3 separate regions of the Mus musculus genome follow, and regions 1 and 3 are each linked to region 2. The links are chromatin contacts, called in public Micro-C and promoter capture Hi-C maps. All regions are on one chromosome and are shown on one strand. The core of a region is the stretch at or near the end of the contact, and the rest is flanking DNA. Distances in the headings are between cores, read along the strand shown.

What was found. Promoter capture Hi-C pulls out the DNA fragments that hold promoters and counts their contacts. A called contact is a pair of places that touch in the nucleus more often than the background predicts.
Region 1: a promoter capture Hi-C map of hippocampal neurons shows a contact between it and region 2, with 5 times the contacts expected there. A contact is called at or near these places in 2 of 39 promoter capture datasets (hippocampal neurons and stem cell-derived epiblast-like cells).
Region 3: a contact with region 2 is called in a Micro-C map of embryonic stem cells, with 5 times the contacts expected there. A contact is called at or near these places in 2 of 39 promoter capture datasets (the 3T3-L1 cell line and liver) and 1 of 484 Hi-C or Micro-C datasets (embryonic stem cells).

The regions. Positions count from the first base shown.
Region 1 is chr15:66,830,124-66,833,975 of GRCm38.p6, forward strand. Sla (src-like adaptor) reads right to left here and starts at 1,706. Exons shown (of 9, transcript NM_009192.3): 1 at 1,447-1,706. The region is part of intron 43 of Tg (thyroglobulin); the gene reads left to right.
Region 2 is chr15:66,285,183-66,288,832 of GRCm38.p6, forward strand. It overlaps Kcnq3 (potassium voltage-gated channel, subfamily Q, member 3), which reads right to left and starts at 1,447. Exons shown (of 15, transcript NM_152923.3): 1 at 654-1,447. The coding sequence starts at 1,042. All of the region lies in intron 1 of Gm27242 (a long non-coding RNA gene), which reads left to right.
Region 3 is chr15:66,968,209-66,971,814 of GRCm38.p6, forward strand. Ndrg1 (N-myc downstream regulated gene 1) reads right to left here and starts at 1,433. Exons shown (of 16, transcript NM_008681.2): 1 at 1,296-1,433. It overlaps Gm2895 (a long non-coding RNA gene), which reads left to right and starts at 1,440. Exons shown (of 3, transcript XR_875396.3): 1 at 1,440-2,898.

The sequences.
Region 1 (3,852 bases), core at 456-2,955, 550 kb after region 2:
TAGCTATCCATTCAGACTTTCCCCCACTTCAGCCCAGACTGCTTCCAGAGCCAACAGACTGCTGAGCATCTTCCCTTAGATGCCTGTAGCTCTCATTCTTAGTTCATAGGGAACTGCTGCGGCCACCTGTGTCCACACTCAAACTCACATACCCACCACAATCCTCCCAGTGCATGCATATTCTCAGGCTTAGCAATGGTGGCATCAGGATTCACCTCACTTTCTCTCGATCTACAAGTCTTCTATTAGCCAGTACTCTCTCCAGGAGTCAAAGCTGTATCCTGACAGTGACCCCCAGAGAGCTGTTTAATGCAATCTGAATTTACTCCCTTCTATTCCCTCCCTGGTCACCTTGAATGGGCATACCAATTCCATGTATTTGGTGTTCCTTAGCTAGGCTTAAGGGTGTAACATGTTCTGTTTCCTCTCCTAGAACATGTGCTGTTCTCTCTCCTTAAGCTTCACAGGTCTTATTTTATTTGGGGTTATTTCTGAGACCCTAAACCCAGGGAATCACCATGTCTAGCTGAGCAGGACACACAGCAGCACGAGTATATAATAGCACCTACTTGCTAATGACAGTGGATCAGTCACTTATGGTGTTCCAGGTGTAGGGCTGGCTATGGTGGACATGTCTACCAATTGAATTTCTGCCCTCTAAGAGGTAATGGCCAGATCAAAACAGATAATCAACAAGCCAAGCATACGGGAATGGATATATGCATGCTATGTGGAGAGGCGAGCATCACAGCCTGAAGACAAGAGGTAGGATGGGGATCAGTACCCGCAGTGGCACTGCAGCTGGGTGACAAGTGAGTGGGAATAGAACAGATCTCCTCCCATGGCCTTCTGTTAGAAAACCAGGAAAGCCCTCGGTGTCTTCTGACTGTAGTCCAAAGCCTTTGCATTTCCCAGAACCTGAGACTTAGTTTCTCTATCTGCAAATCGGGAGAACTTTCAGAGATCCTGCTAAATATGCCCAGAGACCATAAACATACTCCACTGTCAAGAAAAGAGTTGGACCTGAATAAATGATAGATATTTTTATACTTAACTCATTAGTAATATAGTTAATGGCCCTGGTACCAAGAAGAAATACAATGAACTTATAGCCACTGAATCATCTGACCTCAGGACAGTTTTCCAAATCACAGCATAAGTGCACATAGACACTGAAACAGACACACACATTTCTTCCTCATAGCAGCTGTGGAAATGGCAACTGGAGGCCAGCCCACAAATACACACCATCCAGGGAAGGAATAGGTGCCTCCTAGCCCTTGTTTAGACCTCAGGACCAGCCATCCCCTCAGCAGAGACCATCAAATTACCTTAGATGAAAAAGGGTGGGTAAGAAGGACTTCATCAAATCCTGGAGACTCTCACCCCTGCCACCCAGGCCACCATGGTCCACCCAAAGAGTCCTCATGACACCCAGAGACATACCTGCAGAGCATGGGGGTCACATGGATTCCTGGGAAGGTAGAAAGCCTCCGCTTGCTTAGAATGATCTTATTTCGGAAGTCGAAGCATTCTATTGAAATTCTTCACTGGTCTCTGAGATGAGGAGTTAGCCCCCTCCCTTCTCCTGACTGCTGAAGTTGACAGTCTGTCTGCATTAACCAGGACTAAATTTGCATTATCAAAAGCAGTTTTGTTCCAAGATTCACAGTTCTGCTTCCACTCCAAGCATCTCTGAATAAGACAAGAAAATCCCAAAGCTTAGTGTAGCTTTCTTGTGCCCTGGGCTTGGCTAGGAGTTGGCCTCATTCAAGAACAGGTGCATTGGGGGCCTGGGGGGGGGGTGTCTGAGAGTTGGAAAGCTGCACCTGGCAGCCAAGTCGCTGGCATGAGCCCTGGTGCAGCAGCATCAAATCCTTGCTAGCTGCTCACAGTAAGAGGCGGATGCAGGAATCCTTAGTGTGTGTGTGTGTGTGTGTGTGTGTGTGTGTGTGACAGAGAGATGAAGAGATGGAGAGAGAGAGAGAGAGAGAGAGAGAGAGAGAGAGAGAGAGAGAGAGAGAGAGAGAGAGAGATTTCTTAGAAAGGGGTGCCACTACCCCAAATTCTCATGCTGATCCCTGGTTTTGACCATGTGATCAAGACAAGTTGCTTAGCCAGTCAGAGCTGAGGATACCATAGCTTCTAGATAGCACAGTGAGCCCTGTCTACCTTCCACACATCTAAGAATGGAGACTGCTCCCACCAGGGAGGGACTCTGTGGGGCTCCAGCTCTAGGATGCCCTACCTAACATTCTGTGACCCTCCCCATCCTCACTGAGACCCAGAGCCTCAGAGCCCAACATCCCATGTTTCCTCATCTAGTGCTTCAGAGGCTCTCCCTAGAGCTAAGACAGGTGGACTCACTACCCTCAACATATTAAGAAAGTATTTTTTGAGTGATGACACAGAGTGCCAGTCAGGCTAGAATCACTAGTATATTGTCATCACAGCATCACAATCATATTTTCTCTTGCAATTTTTAAAAGAAAACAATAGCAGAATATTTTGTTACACACTTGACTCTAATTCTGCCTCATGTGATAGAAGGTTGGCCATGGTCTTGTATCTCTGTAGTAATTAATGAATAGTGGTTCATGTGTGACTCATGTATGCACCCTCAGGGGTTTATTAACTACCCCATTGCTGAGGTCTTTTTGGCTTTGGGAGAAAGTTCTGAGGACCCAGATAGAGCTCACTCGGATAGCAATGATGCGTAAGCAAATGCACTAAGCACTGCGGGTCTTGAGAAGCAAGCTAAGGAAAGCAGAGCCAGAGGGCTAAAAAGGAAGCAGGAGAAAGTGAGACATACCTTAGGAGTGGACAATGACAGCCTAGCAGAGGGATCTTTTGGGTTGAGACCTGCATGGGAAGAAGAGACAACCATAGAGTATGGACATCTAAGAATAAGGAGGAGATATAGAGGCCAGAATAGGAATGGAATGTCTGGCAGATGAGGAAGAATATGTCCTGGGAACCTGGAGAGTAGTAGAGGGTGCAGAGGAAGAAGGAGGGGGAGGAGGAGGAGGAGAGACAGAAACAGAGAGAGAGAGACAGAGAGAGAGAGACAGAGAGAGAGAGAGGCGCTGGCTGGGAGATTCCTGTGTATATCAATGCAGTGAATGCTTGTATTAACACACCCCTTGCAAAATAAAAACACAAGCCAATCAAGACCTCGATGGGGGTTGGGTAATAAGGAAGGAAGAGGCCAGACTATGCTGCCATGGACATGCAAGGAGCTCCTTGTCCTTTCAGGGAGAACTTGAGAGATCATCTGATCTTGGTACAGCTTGATTGGTATATGGGGCTCTGAGCTGTGAGTTCAAGAGAAACCCAGAAAATTTTCATGCCACAAAGGCCCAGAAAAAGGGCTTCCCCAAAAGAAGTGCAGGGCAAGTGGCAATGCTGCTGGAAGTGAAACTGCATAGTATCAGCCCTCAGTCACAGTGCTTGCCATGCGTGGATCCTGGGCCACTGGATAGAGGGCAGTCAGCTAAATGAAGGACAGGAAGGTTGAACAGAGGACATGCCTCTCTGCTTCCTGAAGCCACCCTGGACAGGACGCAGGAACCTGCTAGAGCACTTTGCTCATTTGTGAGTCTCTCCAACCTAACCGTGCTTGATCTCACAACAGGCTTATCTTGAATTTTCATTCTCTGACTAGTCTGTCATCAGGTTTTGTCCTCCCAATAGACAAAATATCCTTAAAAGGTCTAGAGCAGTGGTCACAACACCTTAGGGATGTACCCTTTCATAGGAGTTGCTTAAGACCATCAGAAAACACAAATAACCCACATTATGATTTATAGCAGTAGCAAAACTACAGTTATGAAGTAGCAATGAAAATAACTT
Region 2 (3,650 bases), core at 197-2,696:
TTACCTATGGCTCAGCTAAACCCTTTGGACTAAGCTTGGAAATCCCGCCCCTTTTCTATTCTCCTATTCATTTTACTAAAAGAACACAAAGACCTGCATTTTGGTCTGTCTAAGCCCCCAATTAAAGCCAAACCCATTATTCTTTTACTTCAGCATCCATTCCAAGGAAGGGAAGCACACACATGGAACACGCACGTACACAGGCACTATGCCTATGGGCAGTGTGCACCGCTACTATCCTCAACTCTGGGATATATCATCTAAATTGAGTGGTGATTGCAAGCTATCCACCCCAAGAAGAACCGGTGCTTCTGAAAGGACCGTTTTTGTCCCACTCAACTGCTTCATTAGAAATATCATCTATTTCTTTTAAGCTTCCATGACAATATCCCAGAACATACAATAAATGCGCACTTTTGCGCACTCGCCAGTTCAAATCTCCAACTCAGCTTGAAAGCCTGCTGTCCCAGGCACCAGAAACACTCCGTCACACCGCAGAGAACCATTGGCTAAGGCCAAACTGGTGTCCCTCCATCCCCAACCCAAGCCAGAGAGCACTTCTGAGTGGCCAAAGACACAACACTATGCCAGCCCTGGCCCGAACCCTAAGGTGCACGGCCGCCAAGGGGCGCCCCGAGTGGCCAGGTACTCACACAAGCGCGTGGTAGAGCAGCGCCCAGCCCCGCGGTCTCTCCAGGGCGTCATAGATCAAAGTTTGGATGCGCCTGTACTTGGCGTTGTTCCTCTTGACTGGGCGGCTCAGGGGGGTCTTTGCCAGGAGCCCGATGCCCTGCGGGGTCCTCCTCTGCCCCTCTTCGCGGCCACCGCCCTCCAGCAGCAGGGTCCCGTCTTTGTCGGCTCCGGCCCCTAGCGCCAAGGTGACTTGCTCCACGTCTCCTGGCGCCAGCCCCACTTTCCGCTCCTCGTCGCCGGCCACCGCCGAGTCCCCTCCAGCAGGGTTAGCGGCCCCGCCGCCGCCGCCGCCCCCTTCGCCGCCGCCCCCGCCAGCCGCCCCCGCCGCCCTGCGAGCCTTGAGACCCATCTGCCTCGCCCCCACCGGGCGCTTCGCCTTCTCCGCTGCTGCTCCGGGAAGTAGGAGCACTTGGGGTACGTGGACGAGGCGGCGGCGGCGGCTGCAAGCCCGGGAACTCCAATGCCATGATCCGCGCGCCCCTCCCCGCCCACCCCCCCAAAAGCAGGCAAAGGCGGGCCTCCCGGGGGCCAGAGGAGGTCGGGTGGGGAGTCAAGGGGTCACATCCCGAGCGGGTCCTCTGTGGGACCCGGAGGGGCGCAGGAAGCCGGGGTCCACGGGGAGCCCGTTGAGGGCGCGCGAGGCTGGCGCGGTGGCGCTAGGGCGCGCGACGGCGGGAGCCTGGCACCGAAGCTCCAGGGAGGCGGCGGCGACGGCGGCACCCGGGCCGGCGAGCCCGAGACAGCATCGCAGTTTATTTACAAGCCCTGTGCCAGCCGTCCTCCCGCCCGCCCGCCTGGCACACGCGCCGCCGCCTCCTCCCTCCTCCCCTCTCCCGCCCGCGCCCAGCCCGCTGCTCTAGCCCTAGCCCCGCTGCAGCGGCAGTAGCAGCAGCAGAAGCAGGCGCGCCCGGGCGGAGCGCTCACCACCCGCAGCGTTCTCTGCTTCCCTCCCTCCTTCGCAGGGGTGGGGCTCCATCGTCCCGCCCCTTGGTTGCGGGAGGCCCAGGCGGGGCCCCGCCTCTCCCCGCCGCCCCCCTACCCAAGACAGCCTTGAGGTCCAGCATCACCAGGGCTGTGAGGCCTCTACTACTGCTTCTGCTGGGTCATGAATCCTGAGGCCGTGAAGCGGGAGCTCCCCAGACCCCGTGGGCGTTGGGGTTTCCCCTGAGCGAGAGGAGAAATTAAAAGGGAGTAGATAGAGGCTGAGGCTGCAGCTTTATGTTCAGTCTCCACCCTCCACCTCCTCTGCTTGCCTTTGCAGGTAAAAATCCAAGTTGCTCGGTTAGACATGCTCACACCTCACCCACTGGCTCGGTGATTGCAATGCTTCTTCTATTCCGGGCTCCTGGGGGCTACTGCTTCTGGTAGTTTTGGGGTAGCCCCTTGTACAAGTAGGTGGGAAGACAGCTGAGAAGCGCATGTGAACATCAGAATCAGTATCCTAATTTCTTCCTGGCTCCTAAATCCTGCTGCAGGCAAGCCAGTCATGCCCTCTGACTCCATTAGCATCCTTCAGGGAAAACACTGAAATCATGGCAGTGAGTTTGTCCTACGTACGACAGAGTACTGCTCTCCACCGAAGGTTTGAAACCCTTGAATTCATAAAACCTGAGTGACAGACAGAAGGCCAGAGCTAAAGCAAGTGTGAGCCAAATTATTCCTAGTGTGGAAACAGAATCACAGGAACCACTGGGCTCTGTCCTAGGAGTCCCCATTGAGGAGGTGACACGCCTTAAGGTGAGATTCAAGTGGCAAGGTGGGAGCAGTTATGACAATTTCAAAAAGAGCCTTCTAGACAGCGGTGTGGAGGAGAAACGTAGTTCAGGTTTGCTGACGGCAGAGGAAGCAGTCTGGTCAGTCACTGGCACCATTGGCAGAGGGCAAGTGCCTCATTACCCAACAGGCAAGTTAGGGAAGCCCTCCTCCTGCCCTGGGGTACCATGACTCCTTACCGCCCAGTCTTCCCTCATGACTGTCAGGTGGAGTAGAGAGGACAAGATAGCTGTGAGTAAAGTTGGGAATCCAGTCTTAGTCTACAGGGAAAAAGCAGGTGTCTGCCTAGGAAAGTTGGATGAGCAGGGCCAAGGAGAAGCTGAAGAGTGGGGGACATCTTAGGGTTTTACTGCTGTGAACAGACACCATTGACCAAGGCAACTCTTCTAAGGATAACATTTAATTGGGGCTGGCTTACAAGTTCAGAGTTTCAGTCCATTACCATCAAGGCGGGAGCATGGCAGCATCCAGGCAGGAGGAGCTGAGAGGTCTATATTCTTAGTAGCTGGGAGGAGGATCTCAAAGCCCACCTCCACCATGACACACCTACTCCAACATGGCCACACCTCCAAATAGTGCCAGTCCTGGGTCAAACATATTCAAGCCATCACAGTGGGCACCTGTAGAATGGAGAAAAAAAAAAAAAAGAAGTCAGAGAAGGGAGGAGCCTCCAGAGATTCTCTAGAAGAGTGAAAGTGTTGACTCTAGGATTGGCATAGCAATAAACTGCTTGTTATGCTAGAATACTTTTCCCAGCAGCGGACTGTAGTATGAGAATGAAACAGAGAATTGGAAGACTTGTGGCCATCCTCAATAGAGAAAGATATTTATTGGTTAGATGGGAGGTATGTGTCTGAAACAGCCTATGGGACCTGACCTTAGTTCAGAGCAGGGTAGCCCTGGTCCCTTTATAAGTAAATCAATGATTCAGGATGAGTTGAAACAGAGAAACAAATCAGAAAAAAAAAATTCTGAAGAGAAAAGGCTAAAGGAAAAGGAATTGTCTGGATTAGAAACACCCTCACACACACCAGACAGCAACATGTCCCAGCTTTCCTATGGTACCTGTCAGCAGACACACATGACTGTGCTGTAGATGGGTTGGGTGTATCTCCCAGGGAGCTCTGCATTGAGATTTGAATTGTGAAATACAGAGTGGAAAATTAAGTTAATCAACTTCTGGT
Region 3 (3,606 bases), core at 183-2,682, 680 kb after region 2:
GGTAAGGGGGGGGGGAACATTGGCTGTCCTGAATTTCCCATCTTCTTCAGGAGTTTCAAGGACTCAAATAAGCTGACCTGCCCAGGAAGTCTGTGAGGGAGAGCTGAAGGCTGTTCTAGGACACGGACCACTGGACTTCCCTCCCCGACCTGTCCTCCCACATTAAAGCCCAAGGGACAGTGCATGGGGATCCGTGATGACTGCCAGCAAAGGCGACAGACAAGGGAAGACGGAAGGTGGCAGAGTAAGGAAGCCATCCACAAATCTTAGCTTCAGCTACTAATTTGACAGAGGCGGTGGTGACAGCATGTTTCCCCAGAGCCTGCAGCATTCCTCACGCCCCTCCCGAATCTACCCTACAGGCTGAATCAGAGACCGCGACCGGTCTCCCGGGAACGGACGAGCGGTTCCAGCTGCTCTCCGGGCTAAAACAGCAGGGAGGACCGCCTGGGAGAAAGAAAGGGAGGTGGGGCGGGGGGAGGCGGAGGCGAAAATGACGACACTCAGAGCTCCAGCCAACTCTGGGGCTGCCAGATGCCCGCGCGACCCTGGAGGCACAAACCACCACTCCCGCGCAGTTACAGAGCCAACCCGGTACTACCTAGAGGGCCGCACCCTTGCCTGGGCTCCTCTCGCCGCCGACACTCGCAGTGGCGCGTGCAGCACGCGCCGGGACACACCCCGGACTCTCCCCCAGCACACACACGTTCTCTCACACGCACAGCTTGGAGAGAGCACTGGGCTCTGGACTGGATGGGAACCTGGACTCAGATCACACTGGTTCGGGACCAGGCTCCAGAGTAGACACACCCTCGCCCCCTTCTCCACACTCCCCGCCAAGTCTGCTCACCCTTACTCATCCCCTGGATACACGCGCTACAGTCGCTCTTTTCCTAGTCACCCCATCACCCATCCACACCCCTTCACACGCGAGAGCACACACAAAGTGTCCCCTTGAGCCCAGTGGACAGAGAAGTCAGCTGTGGCTCAGGGTTGACGCCAGGAAGTGCGACCCAGGTATTCCCAGGCTCTCCGCCCCAACTTCGACCCCTTAATCCCACTTCCCCAATTAGAGAGAAAGCGAGACCCAACACGTCTTTTTGTGCCTTATAGTAATCGAAACCCGCTCCAGTGATGCCAGCTATCCCTCCGGCGCCGGTTCCACCGAAGACCACCAGTTGTGGTCTTCGCAAGGGCCACAAAAGACGGGCGGGGTGTCCAGTAGCACCCCGAAAGCAAGCTTTGCTGGGGGTCCTTGTCTTGCTCCGGAGGAAGAAGGCGTCCGGAGGGCTTACCTAATGAGCAAGCAAGCACGGAAAGGAGCCAACCACAAGGTTGGAGGTGCAGCGCCCCGCGGGAGGTGAAGAGGGAGACGAAGATGGGTGAGCAATCTGCCTGCAACGCGAGAGGGTAGCCTGGCAAGGTTTGTTTATGTCCGTGCGTGCGTAGGGCGATTTTATAGGCGCCGGGGCCCCGCCCCCAGGGCCTCGCCCCTCCCAGACCCTCTGCTCCCAGCGCAGCAGGAGACGGGGACACACCCCTTTCTCCGGCCCGCCTCGTGCTGCACCCTGCCTGGGCTGGGCGGGGCGGGCTGGAGCCGCCGCCTGTTGCGCAAGCCTTTGCAGGGGCGCGACTGGAGAGACTGCCCGGCCCTGCCTGCCGCTCCTCCCTGTGATCCGCTCTCGGGACCGCGGCGTGTGCAGCGAACGTGTGCCCACCGAGTGGTAGCGTGGTGTGCCCGTGCGCGCTCGTGCGCGTGTGCATAAGGACTCCCTTGTGTCTCTCTGCGCGACCGCTTGCCCCCCTATAGCCTTTGAGTTTCCTAAGCCTCTGCCCGCGCCACGCCCTTCTGGGCGGCACCCCCCACTTCCTCCGGGTCTCCACGCAGTCACTCCCGAGCCCCATTTACAGCCTAGACGGCAGACTTTATCTCCAGGCTCCTTTCACATTGCTTAGCTCCCTTTATTCTTGCTGATCTTGGCGCCCCACAACTCCCTTCCTACTCTGAGCTGCTGTTTCCCCGCTGCTCCAGCCCGCTGTGTCAGCTGTAAGCACTCTACGGACTGCAGTTTGTGGTCCCCAGAACGTGCATAGAATTTGCTTTCCAATCATGGATCTTCCTTCTGTCGTGATGTTCTAAAACCTTGGCCTGCTTGCCTGTTACCGGGTTCTCGCCCTGACCTACACCTGAGCCTCTCCAGGGAGCTTTTCTTAAGCAGGTGGATACCCTGGTTACACCCCAGAGCAGCTTAGTTAGAATCTGAGAGTGTGCCCCAACACTGGGGCTTTGAAAAAAAACTCCTCAAAGGGTGCAGCAAGATGGCACACCTGGTAAAGACATGTGGCCTGCAAAACCCTGGGGACCTAAATTCCATGCCCGGAAACCACAAAGTGGAAAGGAAGAACACAGTGCCATACATTTTCCTCAGACCCCTCGCTCCCCATCCCCACTAAATAAATAAACATTGCCCGGATTGGCTCAGATGTGAAACCACGTTGAGAATCTCAGCACCCAGCACCAAGAAAACATCATGTTATAGAGAGATTGAGTCACACCTAAGGCCCAGTCCAGTCATTGTTTCAACGCCACCTGCTCAACCCTTATGACTCAAGTGGCCTTCCCCTCCCCCCTCCTCTAGATAACCTGACCCTCATTCTCTTGGTCTATGGATATCTAGGGAGCCGCTTTAAGAGCCTGCTCTGTGCTAAGGAGCTGGAGAAGAAGGAAGTAAGAAGAAAAAAGGAAAGCTCTTTCTTTGGGGGACATAGCAAAATGGAGCCCCAAGATTTCTGTTTCCCAAGACATCCATACAAGATCGCTAAGCTGAGCTTACCAGATCTATAGTTGTCCTGAGCACCTACTATGTTCAAGAACTTCTGGACCCAAGGACCATGAGAGTGAGTACTGGCATGTTTGCGAGTCATCCTGTTTTTGCTTAACAACACAGACTAAGCAGTCTGTTACCCCATTAATAACCATTTTTCCCAGAATCTCCCCTGTTTTGTCTTCCAACAAACATTTATTGAGTACCTATGGTTTACTGCTTGTCAAAGAGTGTGTCAGAATTGCCAACTTTCCCAACAAATGTAGCCTCAGTATGGACTGGGGGGCGGGAGGGGTACTTTGCCAGGAGAAGCTATTTCCTGTCCCTGTGAGGAAGTCTTTCTTCAGGACAGGGCATATAGAACAGCTCAGATCTGCAGCAGAAGCCCCGAGTATGTTGCTTATGGGATCTGGGTCTGTGTTCAGGAAGCCAGACCTTATAGGTAACCAGAAGCATTGAATTTTCTGCTGCTGGACAAGTTGGACCATTGTAACTCCACCCCTATTTCCAACCCTCAGGAGGCTATAGCAGGAGGATTGCCAAGATCAGCATGGGCTATGTAAGGAAAGAAAACCTTGTCTCCAAACAACAGAAAGGAAACCGGGTCAGGAGGGTAGAAGAGAGAAGGGCAGAGAGAAGAGAAAGACCTTGACCTTTGGTGCAGAATTTACAGAGCAGTCGCCTTCTAAACCCACATCCAGCTTCTGAGTGAGGTCCCTTTGAAAGTCCACATACCATAAGGTGCCATAAGCCAGAACAGAGAAGTTTCCCTTCCTGATAC